2 separate regions of the Mus musculus genome follow, and region 1 is linked to region 2. A link is a contact called in public Hi-C data. All regions are on one chromosome and are shown on one strand. Each heading gives the region's core, a stretch centred on a gene start, on an enhancer-like site or on the middle of the called end of the contact. The rest is flanking DNA. Distances are from core to core; before and after follow the strand shown.

Evidence for each region. Hi-C and Micro-C count contacts between places; a contact is called where the count stands out from the background.
Region 1: a contact with region 2 is called in a Hi-C map of the HPC-7 cell line, with 2.2 times the contacts expected there. The contact joins the promoter of Disp1 here to the enhancer-like site in region 2. A contact is called at or near these places in 2 of 484 Hi-C or Micro-C datasets (the HPC-7 cell line and muscle stem cells) and 3 of 115 datasets of contacts at active chromatin or transcription factors (bone marrow-derived macrophages, embryonic stem cells and stem cell-derived neural progenitor cells).

What each region holds. Positions count from the first base shown.
Region 1 is chr1:183,219,227-183,224,501 of GRCm38.p6, forward strand. It overlaps Disp1 (dispatched RND transporter family member 1), which reads right to left and starts at 2,303. Exons shown (of 10, transcript NM_026866.3): 1 at 2,097-2,303.
Region 2 is chr1:182,924,513-182,929,784 of GRCm38.p6, forward strand. No RefSeq gene overlaps it. Among named protein-coding and RNA genes, the nearest start is that of Tlr5, 28 kb to the right of the region's middle. Within about 2 kb of position 3,594, at least 67 of the 459 cell types and tissues checked have an H3K27ac peak or open chromatin away from gene starts, as enhancers often do. A contact at or near this core is called in the HPC-7 cell line and bone marrow-derived macrophages, where this site is marked.

The DNA of each region.
Region 1 (5,275 bases), core at 1,053-3,552, 290 kb after region 2:
TGAGTCATTGTGGTCACTATGAAAAAAAGAGACTAGTTCAGTGAGAGAGGGGGGGACAAAAGCTGAGCGTAAGAGAAGGATGGAGTCTGTGTCAGCCATGTTGTGTGCTGTGCTATCTCCTAGGCCAAAAAGCTGTGTTCCCCCGGAGCATCTAGTCCTCTGGGCTGGATCAAGTGGCCAGGAATGGCTCTCTAGCTAGGATAAGCAGGTAGCTGACAAAGTACTAGATAATAATAAAACTAATAGCCAAAAGACATGGAACCAACAAACTCAACTGGTTGACACATCGCTAATTGGTAACTACTCAAATGTGAATGCATGCATATGAAGGCTGTTTGCATGATCATGATCTGGGCAGTTCTTCCTCAACAGACATACATCATGCCGCAGAAATAAAAGGAAGGTGTGAGCCCATACACACAAACAACTAGCAACTCTCCGCAGCTAACCAAAAGTCCTCACGAACATAGCTGACTATGAAACACAGCTAAATTATACAGAATGCAAAGAATTTATCTAAAGGGGAAAGCTAAGCAATTATTCAATAATTTCCAGCAACAAATAAGCATTCCACTGATCTCCCAAATCCAAGGCAATCAGACTTCGGACAGGACTCTCAGCTCTACGGCTGGAAACCTGCCTCAGAAGGCAAGCAATTCTTCCCTTTCCAGATGAACACTTCCACCACCCATGAACTATAAAGGCTCACGTATTCTCAAGAGCTTTTTCTCTTATAAAAGTGAAGGGAATAGTGGCTGGGGGGGCTCACAGGTTTTAAATCAAGATTAGATAAAATCAAGCCTTATCAGATAAGCAACAAGTCTACCTCAAAAAACGAAATTAAAGGGCCTGGAGAGATGGTTCAGCCGTTATGAACACTGGCTGCTCTTCCAGAGGACCTCAGTTTGCTTCCTAGCACCCACATGGCAGGCAGCCCACAACTCTAGAGACAGGCACTGTGATGCCCTCTTCTGGTTTCTGAGAACAACAGGCCCACATGTGGTGCCCAGACATACATGCAGGCAATAACACCCATACACATAAAAACAAACAACTTAAAAAAGAAATGAAGAGATGCAAAAAGAAATCAACCCAACAGTTAGCCCCATGACTTCAGAAGACTGCCTTCAATGTCTTCATTAATATGTTAAAGCACTATGTTAGGTGCATCCTGCATTACATCAGCTGTGCCACCCAACAAACCGTTCTTATAATAACTTGTCTCACTGCAGCACAAATCTCAAGTAAGTCAGTGAGATACCGGGTTATGGATAAATGCACAGTGCTTTCTGGTTTGTTTGTATGTTTGTATTTGTTTCTTCAAGTAGTTCAGGTCAGACCACCAAGTAAGATGTAAGTTACCAGTACTGGCAAATACCGGGGGATAAAATTAAGATTGTAACTCTTGGGAAGGGAAACACTTGAAGCAATCAGTATACACCAGCCTCCATCAGTGACAGTACTCTGGCTTTGCCTAGTTATGCTCAGTGTGTGGCAAGAATCCAATCTATTTAACATCTAAAAATGTGTCACCCCATTGAGAAGCAAACAGTAAGTCATAAAGTGCAAACATGAAGGTGCAAGCTTTGTCCAGATACTTACAAGCTCACTCCACGACAAAGGAAGTGGGACAACCTGAACTCCGCAAGGTAGAGAAGAGTCTAAAATGAAAACTTCAGTGGGCTTGCTTGTCTGAATCAAAGACCTAAAGTCCTATTAGTCTGACAAAGCCTGAACGGGAGCTAAGTGAGTAAGAGTTCAGGTTTTCCCTACGAATGTTGGGTATTCCCCTCCGAAGACCACTGGAAGAGGGGAGAAGTCTTAAGAGAAAGAAAGCAATGTATTGCAAAGAAAGCAATGCTGAGCATGCAAGCCTTGGCTGCTCATCTCGCAGATGAGTTAGGTCAAGACGTCCTTCTCATCTTTAACCCCGAGGGTGAAAAGAGCTGCCTCTGGAGCGTCTCCCTGCAAGCCCCCCAAGGCCATCTCGGGCCACCTTCCCTACGAGCCTGGGGACGCGGACACACCCCCATGGAAGATGTCACCTCGGCCTCCTCAGCCCCTCGCAGCCACCCTCCGCCGCCAGCCGTCCTCACCCCGAGATCCCTGCTCTCCCGCCGCGCCGACTCCCGCGTGCCTCCTCGGCCTCCCCGGACCGCGGGGACGCAGCGCCGAGAAGCATCCACACCGACCACGGGCGTCCGGGACACTGAGGCTCCGAACTCTGCTCCAGCCGGAGCTCGCGGATCCTGGCCCGGAGCCGCGCTTCCGCCTGGCGCGGGCCGCGGTCGCCAGCGGGACCGGAAGTCCCGCCTCCGGCTATGGGCCCAGGCCTCCTGCTACTCAAAGCCGCTGCAGCTGGGCTGGGGTGCAGAGGCACATGCATCTCCTGTCTCCGTCTTAGCTGTCACTTAGCCAGTCTACAAATGCTGGGCCAGGTGTCCACTAGATGACTCTGAGACCGACCTCTGAGCCCACATTCTGGTTGAAAGTTGAGCTAAACAAAAGCAGTAGCTAATCAGACACCGCGAAGGACTATGTTTTATTTAATTCATTCAGACTGTTTCTTTTCTCCATCACTCATGAAACAAGAAAATGGTAGACGGAGAACCACACCTTGACACACTGTCTAGTTATCTTTAGCTCTTGTTTTTTGTTAAAACCTACTTTCATGTCAGGACTCTAAGGATAACTAAGAGGCATTGAAGTCAAGGCTGGGGACTCTTGTATCTCCTTATCCTTCACAATGTAGCAATTTTGAATAATTCTCTTTTTCTGCTTTTTACTATTAATTTGGGTCCTTTAATTGGCTTACTGAGGATAGGTGGCTGAACCTGGTGTGTTGGAGCACAGGCTGTAACCCTACAAGAAGCACAATTTGTTGTAACACAGCAGTGCTGTGGGAATGGTATGGTGTGTAGAGTTGAGCAAGAAGACGGACTATAAATAACAATTTCAGTTGAGACTGAATTAAAGAACAAATAAGAGTTAAAGTAGGCAAGGACATGCATAGCAGTATACCAGAAAGTAAGAGCCTGTCTTGTTCAGGCAACTGCATAGAAGTACAGTCAATTAAAGTCCAAGACCTCAAAGGCAAGAAAAAAACATAGACAAGACCAGATGTTGCTGTACTTTCGTAGTGGTTTGTAGATTTGGCCCCCCCAAAGATTCGTGTTTGAATGCATGGCCCACAGGGATTGATACTATTAGAAGATATGTCATTGTTAGAAAAGGTGTGGCCTTGTTGGAGGACATGTGTCACTGTAGGGGTGGGCTTTGAGGACTCCTAGTGCTCAAGCTCTGCCCAGGATGGAAGAAAGGCAAAATGCAGAACCCTCAGCTCCTTTACCAGCACCATGTCTGCCTGGCTGCTGCCATGTTTCCTGCCATGACGATAATGGACTGAACCTCTGAAACTCTAAGCCAGCCCCAATTAAATGTTTGCCTTGGTCCTAGTGTCTATTCACAGCAATGGAACCCTAACTAAGACAACTTTATACCAAATATTTTAGCTTCAAATTTCATACAACAGAGTCAATGGAGTCACCATTAGAATAGACAAAACAGCGGATCCTGGGGTTGCCCAGAGTGACTGTCCTAGCTAACAAAGAAAAGAAAAACCTGAGACTGGGCGTTTTAGCTCAATGATCATGGTATGTACCAACTCGCATGAGGCCCTGGGCTTGCTATCCAGCATCCTACAAACCTGGCATGGTGATGCAGGCGTGGAAATGTAACACTCAGGAGGAAGAGGCAAGAGCATCAGGGGTTGCAGGGCGTCCTCAACTCCATAGCCAGGGTGAGGCCAGCCTGGGACACGTGAGATAGAAAGGGAAGTACAGGAATCAGAGGAAGGGTGCTGAGGAAAATAAGAATCTGTAAGACGCCATGCGTAGAATGCAGTCTTCCCTCCAACAACCACACCCAAATGAAACACACTGAGTGGCTACTAACCCCGCCCCCAAGGCCCCAATCTCTGAGGTTGCCTCAACCAAGAGAGATGCCAAGCAAGTGAGGAACCAGGGAAGGGGAGGCTCCAGGGACAGCAGCGAGGGCTGTTGGTTCTGCTACTATTTTCTATTCACTAGTAGTTTCAAATATACTCTTGGCATAGCAAGCTCCCCCAGCCCCTTCCTTCTTGTTCCTTTTAAAACAAGATTTCACTATATAACGCAGTCTATCCTTGAACTCATGACCCACCCACTGCACCCTGGATCAAATATATACAGCTCCTCATCTCAGGAACTTTGAGTATGGCATAGGGGCACATAGAGAGAAGATGGCCGTTCAAACTGAGCCCCATGCATGGCAATGTCCTAAAAGAGAAAGCTATGAGCAAACGCCTCTGCCGAGGATCAAAGTTTCCTTTGATTCCCTCTGATTCCTTCACTTTCCTTCCTGTATCACGTGTCCCAGGCTGGTCTCACCCTGGCTATGGAGTTCAGGATGCCCTTCAACTACCGATTCTCTTGCCTCTGCCTCCTGAGTGTTAAATTTCCACGTGTGCAACACCATCCAAGGTGTCCTGTTTGCTTTGATTACAAGAAATACCCATATATATTTCCAAACCTTTTCATTTTAACATCCAGAGAGCAGTTTTCTATCTGTACCTTAGGGAGTGTGTCCAGATCGTGCCCTTGTCTAAGATAATCTGCTTCACAAACCCTACCAGATGTGCCCTGAGTAAAAGGGCCCATCCTCCTTCTCATCATAAACTAGACCAGATGTTAACACTTAACCCAAACAGGGCCAGAGAAATTTCTTCTGCATGAAGATTGGTCTCAATTTGCATACTGAAATGAAAATATCATGAAAATCTAGAATTAAGTGAGATGAAAGTAAAATGTCCAAAGATGGAAGAGGGCATCAAGAATGAGGAAGGCGTAGAGATTTGAAGGAGAGAGATGTAGAAAGAGGAGACTCACCAGAGAAGTGATTGCATTAGGTCCCACCTGCCTACTTTTTGATTCCCAGTCCCTTGCAAGGTTGGAGCTGTGCTTCTTGGCCTTAGAGTCTATGGAAATTCTGTATCCTCCCAGTAAATGACCCCATTTTACCACACTCAGTAGGTTGTCATTGCCAGCCATCATATATAACTAGACAGCAATTCACAGGATAGAGGAAGCTTGTTCATTCCATAGCACCCACCGAGCTTGGGAGACCACATTTCTCCTTAGTTCAAGACAGGAGGAGCTTGTGTGCCCTGTGTGGGAGTCAGATCTCTTAAGATAACTGTCACAATGACCACAGGGCTTGACAGAATCAATGACAGAAA
Region 2 (5,272 bases), core at 2,344-4,843:
TCTTAGGGAGGCATTTTCTCAACTGGGGTTCCCTCCTCTTCGATGACTCTAGCATGTGCTAAGTTGATATAACAAGTCAGCATCACTATTTTAGGGAAGTTTTGTCCTACTGAGATATACCTGTTTGGCTATATGTACTTGATACAAAAATCTATCTTTGGATAGAGTTACCATCAAAAATTACAATACTTTATTAGATATTGAAATTTCTACTGATTGCTGACTGCCATATTCAGGACTCACTACCTTTCCCCTAACCCTTTTTGGGGATTTACACTAGATTTTTTTTTTTTTGCCTCCTATTTCTTTAGTTTCTTTCTTCCTTTCTTCCTTCCTTCCTCCCTCCCTCCCTTTCTTTCTTTCTTCCTTTCTTTCTTTCTTTCTTTCTTCTTCTTCTTCTTCTTCTTCTTCTTCTTTTTTTTTTTTTTTTTTTTGGTTTTTCGAGACAGGGTTTCTCTGTGTAACCCTGACTGTCCTGTAACTCACTCTGTAGACCAGGCTGGCCTCGAACTCAGAAATCTGCCTGCCTCTGCCTCCCGAGTGCTGGGATTAAAGGCGTGCACCACCACGCCTGGCTTTTAGTTTGTTTCAGTGATATAAAACAACTCCATCAACCCCTGTGCTCATCACAGAGCAAACTCTTCTGGCTCCTGAAACTCCAGGAGCTTCACGTAACTTATGGAATGAAACCAGATTTCTGCAGGCTCCCATCAGCTGGCCAGCCAGTGTTCTGGCTACATCTTCCAGCCCCTCAGTGCTAAAGGACCTATCATGTTTGTCTTTCCAAGGTACTTTATGTCTGGAAACATCTTCCCTTCCTACACTTCTATCCCCCCGCCCCCAGGGCACTAAGTTCTAATTCTGATGCTATCTTCATTTACAGGCATGGAAATTCCACACAGTAAGTCCACAAGTCACTGCGTCGTGTGTTGCTGAATCAGAGCCTGGAGAACCACTGTCCTGCAGCTCAGTGCTTCTGAGGTACCCACGCATGTCAGTGCCTCATTTCACTTTAAATCTCTCGGCTAACCTCTTCTGTATACACCAACATTTGCCCATTCCTTTGCAAGGAATCTAACAAGAGAACAAAGTCTAGAGGAGAAGACCCCACAAGCCTGCTCTCAATCCAGATGCCGAGGGCAAACTGAAGCAGATCCAGGATATCTTCGTTTGTTATCAGCTAGCTGTAGACAGAGTGAAGGGTCTCCGCAATCGCTTTCAGGCTTGTAGGATTCAGGCGATCCCCATACTCAACAACTGAAGGCACACTATGAATGGATAAGAATCAGAACTGGCCAAAGCTTTTACTGCAGAGAGCAAAATTCTCCCTTGTTCTCAGAGACACATTGCCTTCAGAGACCTGTTGCTCTCCCAGCATCAATGTATAGCACTATGTCTTGTGCTCAGATATCAGGGTCCCCAAAGACCACCAGGAGTCTGAATCTGTATGCAAAAGCAAAGAGCCTTTACTCAAGCTTAAGCTTGGACCCTCAGGTTCCTCAGACACAGCAGATTCGTGCCGAGAGCCCTGAGTCTTAATTATAGTTTGAGCAGGAAATAGAAGTCTCTAGCCTAGCAGTTGCCTTATGGCAAGGGGTATCTTGGCATGTAGGGATTGGTCAGGGATGACTTCAGCCAACTTGATCCATTTATCTATAACCTCTGTGATTTGGGGGGGGGGGGTGTTACTTTCCTTCTATTCACTGATTGGGTTGGGCCCAGGGCAGTTTCTTCCTGGAATTTTTTGTGGTATTTCTATGAACCAGAGTCCAACCCGGGGACAAGTGGGCTCCAGATGTTAAGTCAGCTTACAGATTGAGTTTCTCACGTCGCCTGTGTTCCTCATGTGCATGAGATACTGGGGCTCAAGAAGTCTACCCGAGCCGGGTGTGGTGGCACACGCCTTTAATCCCAGCACTCGGGAGGCAGAGGCACGCGGATTTCTGAGTTTGAGGCCAGCCTGGTCTACAGAGTGAGTTCCAGGACAGCCAGAGCTATGCAGAGAAACCTAGTCTTGAAAAAGCAAAAACAAAAACAAAAACAAACAAACAAACAAACAAAGAAGTCTACCTGAGTCTCATATTCGATGTTGTAGTGTCCATGTGACTGTCGATGTGACTCACAAGCTCCTCCCAGACGGCCCATCATAAATCATAGTCCGGGCTGGGCAGAGTACTTGTCTAGCATTGGCACATCCCTGGCTTTGATCCTAAAATAATACATGCATGGGGAATTATAACTATAATCTAAACATTTGGCAGGTAGAAACAGAAAGCTTCGAAGTTCAAGGTCATTCTCAAATATATAGGGAGTTTACAGCCAGCCCGGTCTACATGAGACCCTGTTTTATTTCTTAAAAAATAACAATAACTGTAGTTGGGATGCTTGCTGGCCAAAGCTGCCAAGCTACATTTCAACAGCCTAGGGATCAACTCTGAGTAGCCAAGGGTGAAGACCAGACTTCTCTTTTTGGTTAAGTTTTTACTACCTACCTGCTGACAGACATTTGGAGTGTGGGCAATAGCGGCTGTTTGGAATAAAGCTATTATCATGGAACAACATGGGTGGATCTCAAACACAATAGGAACACAGACCAATTATTCCGCAGGAAACCACAGAAAGAGGGACTCTCAATGTGTGGTGGTGGTAAAAGGATTGCTTGTAACTACAGACGATGAGGGGGCAACAGCATTTTGTCCTGTGCAAGCCACACACACCATGAAGTGGATGTTTTTCTCAGCTCGTCCCTACTTACCGAGCTCTTGCCAGCCACTCTGATAAGCACTCCACCATAAAATATAATAAATAAATATAATAAAATGCTTATGCTTTGATAACACAAGTGGGCATTATGAACCCTCATCTTACAGCAAGATAAAGGAGCTGAGGCCGACAGAAAAGAAATGACTTGCCAAAGTGACACCAGATGAACAGCACTGCTTGGCTTTGAACCTAGGTCTGTAGCATACCAGAACATCAGCCTGGGTCAGCACTGTGGCCTCCCCTCACTCCTCTCTGGATGGCAATCTGTCTTCTCATCTGTGTCTTTCAGGCCTTCCCACTCACGAGCCATCCTCAGGAGCAGAGGAGACATCAGCTTTAAGAGACAGGACCTTGCATTGGAATAGTTTATAAATAGATATTTTCTGTTGATACATAATAGCCATACATTTTATGAGGTGCAGGGCATCTCTTTAATATATGGATACAATGTATGCAGTCTGATGGCATAGCTGGCATAGCTGTTGCCTCGGATACAGATAGCTCTTTGTTTTAAAGGCACAGCACAAAAAAAGCCAGAAGCCACTTCTCCCCAACTTTCTCTATTATTGTTTTTCATGGTGTGTGTGTACGTGCAGATCAGAGGTTGATGTTGGCTATCTTCCTCAATTGCTCTCTACCTTATTGTGGGGGTAGGGTCCCTCACTGGCCGAGTCATCTCCTAGGTTCTTTTCGTCAACCCTGGCATTGGCTGTACTGAGGGGAACGTGGCAACACAAACAGAAAGGGCAAGTGTGCTCTGCACAGTGGTGAATGAGGGAGCTTTGCGACAGCAGCAAATGAGCAGGAAGCTGAGGACTGAGTCGGTATGTCGCATCTTTTCCTTCCTCCGTGATGCATCTGTGGTCTCCCAGGCAGATCCATCTGTGGCTCACCAAGATGCTAGCACAAGAAAAACACCGAGTTTACTGCCACAAAGAGAGATGGCAGAGTTGCAACCGATTCCAGGGTTCTAGTTTCCTTTTCCTTCAGCTGACAATTTGCAATGTTGACTGTGTAATGATCAGTGGAATAATGAGTGAATCTTAAGTTCTTCTGGAGTCTCACCTTGATGGGTTTCACAAGAGTGCTGGGTAGTGTGAGTCAGGGTTTGCACCAGTGATCAGAAACATGGAGCTGAGTCTCCCTGGGACCCCTGGGTTGACCGAGCTGCTGCCTGTTGTAGCGCTCGGAACTGCCAAGTCACTGCACATGCGTTGACTTTATGAGCGCTCAGCCAGGTTTCTCATGGATCCCTAAGGATCCCTTTTCCCCATCCTTCCCTGGCTTTGGTCTCCCTTTTTTCTAACACGTCTCTCCTTCTACTCTTCTGGTCTGGGAAGCTGTCGAGGTAGAACTGATAGGGTTGAGGCACTCTGTCTAAAGCCGTTCTTGCTCGGCACTCTCTTGCTCTTTCCTATTCCAGCCCTCACTTTCCCCACTTCCTCTTTTCTCAGGGAAGCACTGTCAATAAATCAACTTTTCATTTCAGCATCTGCTTTCCTGAGTCTGCCCTCGGTGCTGGTTTTGTAATGTTAACTAAAATAAGTGCTTAAAGAACACTCTACCTGGACCTGGAGAGCTGGCTTGGTGGTTAAGAGCACGCTAGCTGCTCTTCCAGAAGACGGGGGCTAAATTCCCAGCTCCCACCGCACAACTGACCGTAATTACAGTTCCAGGGGATCTAACTCCCTCACACGGACATACATGCAGGTAAATCAATGCACATAAGAGAGAGAGACAGCAAGAGAGAAAGAGAGCGAGAGAGCGAGAGAGCAAGAGAGAGAGAGAGAGAGGGTGAGAGAGAGAGAGAGAGGGAGAGAGAGAGAGAGAGAGAGAGAGAGAGAAAGTGCTTCACCTCTTTCAATACTAAGTAGAGCTGCACACATCTGCCTTTAGACTCTGGCCACCATGTCAACTCGTGATGGACTGCAAAGTCCCCTGAGTGTAAATGTGCTTCTTTTTTTTTTTTTTTTTTCCCAAGTCAGGAGCACAGCTTTTATTGAGAATTCTCCTTGATTTGTGTGCCATGGTAAATGGAAGAGATGCTGTAGTATCGATTGTGATGATGCAAACTTCTACAGTATATGTGCTTCTTAAAAGAAGCACTGCTATTTTCAGGCTGAGAATACGGTTCTGTAGATAAGAATTCTTGCTTCGCAAGCACAAGGACCCACTTTTGAATCCTGGGCATCCATGTTACACTTGGGCATGGCTCTACGAGCCCAGCACTGGGGGAAGTGAGGCAGACAAAGACAGCCTAGCCAAGCTGATAAGCTTCAGGTCCAATGACAGAACCCATCTCAAGGGAGTACAGCAGAGGGTTATAGAACAGGACTTCTAGATCCTTCTTTGCCTTCTGTACCTGTATGTGGGCTCACACAGCTGCACAAACCATGAACACAGAGTTACACAAAAAGAAATGGAATAAAATGAGGGAAAGAGGAAGAGAAAAGAGGACGAGGAGGAAGAAGAGGGGGGTGGCTTTCATGGATTAACTCAGCCCTGTAGG